2 separate regions of the Zea mays genome follow, and region 2 is linked to region 1. A link is a contact called in public Hi-C data. All regions are on one chromosome and are shown on one strand. The core of a region is the stretch at or near the end of the contact, and the rest is flanking DNA. Distances in the headings are between cores, read along the strand shown.

Region 1 (4,561 bases), core at 1,317-3,816:
CGCACATCAATCTTTTCATAATCCATATCGAGACCTTTGATAATTGTCTTTGAATGGTACATGTCTTTAGGCAACTTATTGGGCTTTGGCAGCACATCTCCTAATAACTTTAAAATCTCATTGTAACAGTTGTTCAAGATAAAATACTTGGACTTAATGGCCATGAGCCGGGTCACAAAAGCGAGTATACTCACATATGTGTGTTCATGCAACGGCTCTTCAGAGTTTTTTAGTAGTTTAAAAATCTGGAAACCTCTGGTGTGGCAGGATCCTTGGAGCTTAGGTTTAACTCTGGACATAGTGAATCTAGCATCTCATGCATCGCATCACCGCCAGCCCAATCATTGTTCTCCTCCTCTTCTACATTCGGGTTGGGTACTACCTCACCAAGATGTTCCCACACCTCATATCCGAACATAAATCCAAACTTATAAAGATATAGTCTAACTCTTTCCTTATTAAAGAATATATTGTTTTCATGCTGCCTATATGTGCATCTGACAGTGTCGGTTAATGACAAGGAGAATACATGGTCTACAAAATCTTTGGTCTTGGCTACCCAATCATCAGAATGACGTCCATTCCCACTCCAGCTATTGTACATCCATGCACGATCTTTAGCCATGTCTGAGACTGTTAAACAGGATCATATCGTAAAAACATTATTCAATTTCGTCAAGCGTATCGGTCCTACATCTATAGACAAAGATAAGTTCTAAACCCACAAGCTAGCAGGACCTAAATAAAATTTCGGCAGCATAATCTCGTTGTCACTAAACAATATATTACTTGTATATAAAACAAAGAATGATATGCTATTAATCAAATCAGACTAAGTACAACATACCACTAATAATGCAACTGTACTACATACCAATATAATATACTTATAAAACTAATAATATAATAGTACCACATATTAATATGAAAGTAATGGCACAAATACAATTTGCCCCTAATTACTGAACCACATATACCACTAATACATTAATGAAATCAAACTAAACAATAAAACTAATCGCACACTAATCAAACAAACACAATTACAAATATATATTAATTTCGACGGCAATTAAATAATGGTCGCCGAAAATATGGAATAAAATACGCAAAAAAACTAACCTTTTGATGGGGAAGAGCTCGGCGGAGACGGTGGCGGGAGGATGGTGTGGCGGTGGCCGGGAGCCGAGTGCGGCACGACGGGACGGGGCTGGCGCTGGGGCGGGGGCGGCTGGTGGTGGGGCGGCGAGCGGCTGGCGGCTAGGAATCAGGGATAGTAGGGATGGCAATGGGTCGGTTTTGGATCGGGTAGAGTAAATACCCGCCCGCGACCATCCCCGCGGGGATTATCCATATCCACCCATGACTATACCCACGGGTAAAATTTTGTACCCGTTCCCGTACCCATCGGGTATCGGGCGGATATCGGGTACCCGTCGGGTATAGCAGCTTGGTGCATTCTCCCTAAATGAAGTCTAGTGCAGTTCTGAGCGTCGCACATCGCCATGATCACCAGAGGCACATAATGTTGTTGCACAGTGCAGTCGTGTAGATGTAGCCCTGGACATGTGTTGCTAATGTTTTTTGTTAATAAACTTCCAACTCGTCAAAATCAGAGAGTAGCTAGCATAGTCGTCTGGTGTATTAACACTCTTAGCTCAAGTACTTGTACTAGATAGCACTGGTACTACGTACTGGCACTTTATCAAACATACTGGCACTAGTACTATAACCAGATCAGAAGCATCAGCAGACAGGGAGGGATGGCAGTAGGATGAACTATCGAGGGTGGACGGCTAGCTAGCGTACTGATAGGTTGAAAATCTAAAATCACTATTTTTGGATATCCGTCGGGTACCCGCGGGTAAGAAATCAAATCTGTACCTGACCCGTAATAAAATCGGGTCGGGTACGGGTAAGACCCACGGGTTAAATTTTGTGCCCAAACCCGTACCCGACGGGTCGGATATCTGAACCCGTGGGTAAAATTGCCATCCCTAAGGGATAGGAAGGAAAACGCGTGTCGAGAGGAAACGAAGAGAAGAAAGGAGAAGAAGGTCGGCGACTGTTTAAAACGCCCTATTTTCGGCCGCCAAAAATAAGAGTTTATTTTTGCCGGCTGTGTCAGTGGCCGCCGAAAATAGACTTATTTTCGGCGGCCGGCTTCCGTGTGGCGCCGAAAATCAACCCTTATTTTTGGTGGCCGAACCAAAAATAAGGTTGGCCGCTGAAAGTCATGTGGAGTGTTGTTGTGTTAAGTCTAACTGTAATCGGATAACATACTAAAAATTGATACCAGTCTATACAAATATTGTTATCACTGATAATAGAGAGCGAACCATTACTGTTACCATTTATATTCATTTTGTGAACTAAACGGCACCAAACGTTACACCATAGCTGTGTGATACAATTGTTACTGCACTCTCGATCAAAAAGCGATAGCGACATCTAACCTGATCTCGTAACAAAATCGAATGAGATGACCCCTAATAGAGATGACCCAGGCCGCTGTTGGAACGAGCCCTGCTCGGATGGCGGATGGCGACGGCGACGGCCATGGACTTGATCTTTGCTTCTCCATTCCGACTTGGACAAGCAGAGTCAGTCAGTCGTTCTGGATGATCTCTTACACCACCGGACCAACCCCTCTTCCTGATTGCTATTTGCATGTAGAGAAATATAATAAACAGACGCCTCTTCTGTCCGGTTGGGTGGATGACGAAAAAGGTTGGCTTGTCCGGTACTACGTAGAATTTGCTTGTGCACGGTTCCATGAATGCAACCGCGTGTTGTGTGCAGTGCAAAGGTTGTTTGGTGGTAGTAGCTTTTGGTATATAAAAGGTTGACGACCACCGCGGGGTGTAGCGTGCATCCGTGCGTGTTCCGGAGCAAAGCTAGCATATTGCCTTTACGTACTGGGTCACATTGTCACAGTCACAGTCGACGCACTATAGGGCAGAAGCATTCAAAGGGCCGAGGTCATTATCATGCTATTGTAGAGAATTACCTGTTGCGGAATATTGTAACTCCATTAATTTCAGGACAAGGACCGCCAACAACTGCAAAAGCCTATTGGAGGAGGAGGACTGCAACACATTGAAACAACAATAACCCCCTAATTAACGCCTAAAGTGTGCAATGTTTCACCTGTCACTCTGATGTGTGAGCATGTTGGCATGACTTGAGATTCCGATGCTTTTCTCGTGGAATTAAGGTACAAGCTGCATCCTTTTTTTTCTATTGTTTTCCAATGGCTTGATACTTCGCATCCGTAGTAGCTGCCTGATGCTAAATGACTATACGCTAAAGCCAGTACTAGTACATCTTTTTTTTTTTTTGTTCTTCTTATAGTGGAACTGCAAAAAAGATGAAAAGACGATTGCCTTAATTCACCCATGATGACGCTTGAAGAACGGATAAAAGATTTTGTTGAGCTCGTAGCAGACGGACCAGTTGGTTGTCGATAATAGTACGAAGAAAATTAAAAGTGGTGTTAATTAATAATGGTCACTCCTACAGATTCTGATTTGACTTTAGGGTAGTGCTTCAGTTCAATTTCCAGGGCACCTATTTGCCCTATTGAGACACATAATGCGGTGCTTTTTTTTGTTGTTGTTGTTAGCATGATCAGAGCTCAGTGTGTTGTTCAGGCCTAAGAATTTCTTTTCCCGGTTTCACTTTGAAGTCCAGACCAACAAGATCAAATTTGAGCATCTAACAATTCTTCATGAAGATTAAAACCCATTGTGGGTCATATATTCTACTGTTGTGTAAACGCATGGATAGGCAGAGGTCTTTTATTTATTGAATAGTATGGAGATGCAGGTAAGTTTTTCATGACACTCGTGCCTTCTCTAAGTCTAAATATAACTTTCATCCTATCAAATGCTTGCGGGTTTGCTCACTAGAGGGCTTCCACCGAGCGTGTTTTAGAAAACACGTAGTCATCGTGGGTTTAATGGAGCACCTATGATTCTAGATTAGGACATGTACAACCCACATAAATACTTCGTACCTTAAGGGGTATTAAAATGGTAAATGTAAAAAAACATAAGAGACGGATCTTGGTAAAGGAACGTCTCTAGCACGGTTCTTTAAATCTAGATACGGTTTTACCACATACAACCCACATAAATTATTCGTATCTTAAGAAGTTCTAGTGAATAATATACAAGACATAAATATATTGGGTTCTATGGAGGGGTTACTTAGATATATCTAGGTTGTACATGCTCTTAAAGGATCGTCAGTGCAACCATCTCTCTCAAGAATAAGTTCTCTACTCTGAGATAGAAATATGTTTTGTTGTCATTAATTCATCATTGGAGCATGGTTGGATGTCGTAACGCTTTGGTCTTATGTATCGTTGTCACTAATCTATTAAGAAGTGAGAATTATAAATAAAGGAATTAAGTTTTATAAGCGTGTAAGTATGAGATCTAGGACAAAATGTTGTGTTGATATCGTCCTACATGGTTATTTAAGGGACCGAGTTGGACGTCACGCTCGCGCCCTGACTAGTGAAGGAAAAGCTGCCGCTGTCGTGTTGGTCAATCCC
Region 2 (4,561 bases), core at 1,043-3,542, 75 kb before region 1:
CAACACTCTTCATGTCGGGTTTGAGCGTGCCTGAGCCATGTCCGTGTCGAGTGGACCGGATGTACATCTATAACCTGAACCGGTCGCGCCAATAACTAAACTGGAAACAATGAAGAAGCAATGATGCATGTATCGTCTCTGCCCATGCCTAGCTAAGCTAGTACCAACCATATGATACACGCGCACATACTTCCATCAGTCACATCATGTACCTTGCTTCGTTCCTTTTCGTTCCACGGAACGGACAGCCGGGAAGGACAAGGACAGCCCCGACCAGCCAGCCGCCGTTCCTGCTGCACTTCATCCGGCCAGCAGCTTGCATTGGCAGATCTCCGATGTCTCAACAACACACTACTCACATCACAAGGCGGCGTGGGCGTTTGGGTCCTCCGGCGGCTGCTGTAGCGGCTCCAGCGACGCGACGACGTCGCGCATGAGCGGCCTCGCCTTGGGGTTGCGGTTGAGGCAGTGGTACGCGAGCATGGCCGTCTTCTGCACGGCCCTGGCGGGCGGCGGGTCGTCCCAGCCGGCGCCCGCCAGCCTTGGGTCCACGATGCCCTGCACGCGCTTCTTGTGCGGCAGCGCCGGGAGCGCCCAGTCGGTGAGCGCCTGCTCCCGCGGCGGGCGTGAGCGGTCCAGCGAGCGCCGCCCCGTGAGCAGCTCGAGCAGCACGACGCCGTAGCTGTAGACGTCGCTGGACGCCGTGAGGTGGCCCGTCATCATGTACTCGGGCGCCGCGTAGCCGTAGGTGCCCATGACGCGGGTGGACACGTGCGACTGCTCCCCGACTGGCCCGTCCTTGGCCAGCCCGAAGTCGGAGAGCTTGGCGTTGAAGTGGGCGTCCAGCAGGATGTTGGAGGTCTTGAAGTCGCGGTAGATCACGGGGCGGGGCTCCGCGTCGTGGAGGAACGCCAGCCCGCGCGCCGCGCCCAGCGCGATCTTCATCCGCGTGGCCCACGGCAGCGGCGGCGACGTGCGCGAGAAGAGGTGCGACTCCACGCTGCCCAGGGCCATGTACTCGTACACCAGCACGCGGTGCTCGCCCTCGCAGCAGTACCCGACCAGCTTCACCAGGTTCGGGTGGGAGAGCTGGCCCAGGAAGATCACCTCCGCCAGCCACTCCCGGTGGCCCTGGAAGCTGTTGTCGCCGTCGTGCACCTTGACGGCCACCGGCACCGGGAGGGTGCCGCCGCTCGGGTCTGCCGCCCCGGCCGGCGGCGCGAAGGAACCCTTGTACACCCGGCCGAATCCGCCGCCGCCGATGAGCGCGTCCTTCCGGAAGTCGTTGGCCACCGTCCTGAGCTCGGAGAAGGAGAAGGCCACGAGCGGGTTCCGCCGCGTCGCCGCCGACGCGCCCCGCCGCAGGGCCTCTACCTCGCCCGGGTTCGATGGCAGCTTGCGGTCGTCGCTCCGGTCCACTTCCGACGGGCTCTGCACCTTAGGAGGACTCTCTGCACCCCGGCCGAATCCCGGAATTGAAACGCCAAGCCAAGAGCGTCGTGAGAACGTCAGAAAATAATTGGTAAGGATTTATTGGTCCAATTAATTAGCTTCTTCCTCATAATTAATTAACTTCTTTTGTTTGTGATTAAGGTGCAGTTCTACTGATTCAATTGAGATTACGAACTAAACAGGCTTGCTGTTTTATTTTAAAAACGATCCTCTAGACTCTAGTTCTGGATTCGGGTTGCCTAGAAAACCGAAACAGAGTGCCAAGAAAGCCACAAGCATATACTCCTCCTACTTTTACAGTTCTACTTCTTTGCTCGGAATACAGGCGTTTGTGGAACGCAACACAGAGCTCTGCTCAATCAAGGGTATAGACATGTGGAAGGAGAAAGCAAGGCAAGAACCGGCGGAGGAACTAGACTCACCTGGCTTTGCGGTGGAGGAGACCTTGTTGACGTAGGAGCTGCCCCCCAAGCAGTTCCCCATGGGAGACAATCCTTCCGATCTCTATCTTCTACTATCTCTTCTTCGGAGAGCACCAAGAACGGAGGCAATCCGCTGGGCGCCCTGGCGCCTCTCTGAAGCCGAAGCAAGAGCAGCAGCAGGCTGCTGACAAACAGAGAGACGAGCAACCAAGAAGACGGGGCTGGGCTCTCCTGGTTCGGTTTCCGCGGGGGTGCCGAGCTGAGCGAGAGCAGGACGCCCGAACCGGCTTCCTTCAGGTGGAAGGAAGAGGCAGAGAGAGATGGATGATGGAGGAGGAGGGAGGAAAAGAAGCTGGTGGCGATGCTATCTTCCGTCCTCCTCCCCACCAACGGCCGGAGGGAGAAGAGTTGGAGGAGGTAGCCGGAGCAGGACGTTTTTCCAGTGGGGCATCACTTTCGCTGCTTTATCAGCAGCCGCAGCATATCATAGCTTTCACAAAACACACACAGCACCTAATTAAACGCTACGCTATTACGCACTTTGCACCAGGATCGGAGCACAATGAATCATGCATGTATGGTACGTACCGGGAGAGGGCAGGAACAAGGACACCTGCGTCTCATGTGCCCAACTGCCAAATGGGAACCCTGTTCCGCTGTTCGAGGTCGTCGGCTTGAGTTCGGGTTATCCTTCAAACCTGGTAAGTATTTTGAGTTTAAGTATAAAATCTATAATTAAAAATTATATCATGTGAGATGGAATGGTCGATTTGAAAGCTGATGCACACTGAAAAAGTTGTTTTCAAAGAAACATTCTATGACTGCTGGCACGGTTTGCACCTAATACGTTCCATATATATATGTACCCACATGCTAATCATCTCGCAGGATGAAGTCTATCATCTGAATCAAAAGGTCCATCCGGACTAGCCGACCAGAGAACAAATTAACTGCACCAACCGCGTGTAATTAACGGGACTGATCCGTCCACCACACCAAATATTCAGCCATTCAAGGTTTAGTTCAACCATTCGAGGTTTACTTTAGCCATTTAAGATTTACATTAACGTATAACAGGAACAATATATTCAATCATTTGTTGTTTTTAAAATTTTACGAGGAAGATACACTCAACAATTCAAGGTTTACTTCGGTCATTCAGAGATAAACATTCAACCATTCAATCGTGATTATACCCTTCACTAGTCTTGCAATTGTGATTTTGCCCTCCGTTTTTCAATTTCGTGATTTTATCCATCCTTATTGAAAACAAAGCTACCATTTACTCCTCCCTCTCAACGCAGTTAGCCAAAAAAAAATTAGAAATAGGGATTCAAAAATAAAAAAATAAGAAAAGAAATGAGCGAAAGGTCTATTCTATTCTATATGGGCACAAAACCCTAACAGGGGCAAAATCATAATTACGTAATATAATAATATAATAAGGGTAAAATCACAATAAATTACATGAGCATCCTTGTCTTTTCGCATCAGATTTAACACTGTTAACTACATAATGACGTAAGGGTATGGTAGCGCTTCGTTTTTAAAATGAAGAGGTAAAATCACAAATTTGAAAAACTAGGAGTAAAATCACTATTGCTAGAGAGGAGTATAATCACAACCCTATATATGTATATATTAAATTTAGAAGATATACTAAACCACTCGTAGTAGTATATAAGTATTGATTAGTAATGTCAAGTAATGGCACACATTATTCACATGACATTTAGTTAAACTATTAGATTAAGCTATGGCGGCTCTTATTGTTTGCTAGTGTCACGTGATGGCACAAGTTATTTCGATCTTATTTGTTGCTATAAACTATTTTTCCTCAAGTCAAGTTGGAAATCTTTATTATTATATCTTTTATTGTGAACACAAGATTGATGTGTGCTCTTGTGGTTTGGGTTTGTGATGAGTGGTTGTCAACGATGTAGTGTCTTGGGTTGAGTCATATGGACTAACCGGATCGTGAGTATGTGTGTGCAACATGTGTCTTGGCTTGTGATACACACTTGTAGAGTTTAAAGGCGATAGTCGATGACGAAGTTGAAGTTCATAAGGGTTCGTACTTATGGACCGAGAGCGATGAAGGGTGAGCAATGAGTCTTGACTGAGGACTGGAGAAGATGAGTGACCTGATGTAGTGGCTAACACCTACAGACATCACCAGACGTGAGGACATGGCAATGCGGATCATGTTACTGACATGGTTGAGGACAAGCAGAACATGTGTCTAGTACATTAGGGATGCATATGGAGTACGCTACTATTGGGACGAAGGCTGAGCCTAACGTCGTTGACCTCGATCATCCCTTCGTAAACTTGCCTCTAGGCGATAACTAATCATACCTGATCGCAGGGCTAGGCCAAACCGAAAATTTCAGGCCCTCGCTCTTATTATTTCCAACCACCATACGACAGCGAAAGCCCACCATGGGGCTCCCCACAAGCGAATACCTCCACCATGGTGGCCCGGGAGGCCCAAACACGGAGAGCAAATGTTGAGGACTTTGTCACCCACAACAGTTCAAGAGACCTCGGTGTGGATCAACCCATGTTGGTTACGGGGTGTACCAAGTCAAGAAGGTCCCACAATAGCGAAGACCTAGAAGAGGCAGTCCCTGTTAGGCTGTTAGTCCACCGTAGGGTGCCTTAGAGGCCCCACCGATTAGTGTAAT

The links. A called contact is a pair of places that touch in the nucleus more often than the background predicts.
Region 2: a Hi-C map of leaf shows a contact between it and region 1, with 1.8 times the contacts expected there. The contact joins the promoter of LOC100383582 here to the enhancer-like site in region 1. A contact is called at or near these places in 3 of 25 Hi-C or Micro-C datasets (all in leaf).

What each region holds. Positions count from the first base shown.
Region 1 is chr1:244,301,691-244,306,251 of Zm-B73-REFERENCE-NAM-5.0, reverse strand. No RefSeq gene overlaps it. Among protein-coding and RNA genes, the nearest start is that of LOC103643539, 44 kb to the right of the region's middle. Within about 2 kb of position 2,566, at least 10 of the 20 cell types and tissues checked have an H3K27ac peak or open chromatin away from gene starts, as enhancers often do. A contact at or near this core is called in leaf, where this site is marked.
Region 2 is chr1:244,375,948-244,380,508 of Zm-B73-REFERENCE-NAM-5.0, reverse strand. LOC100383582 reads right to left here and starts at 2,292. Exons shown (of 2, transcript NM_001176230.1): 1 at 1,875-2,292; 2 at 94-1,451. The coding sequence starts at 1,935. The coding sequence ends at 361.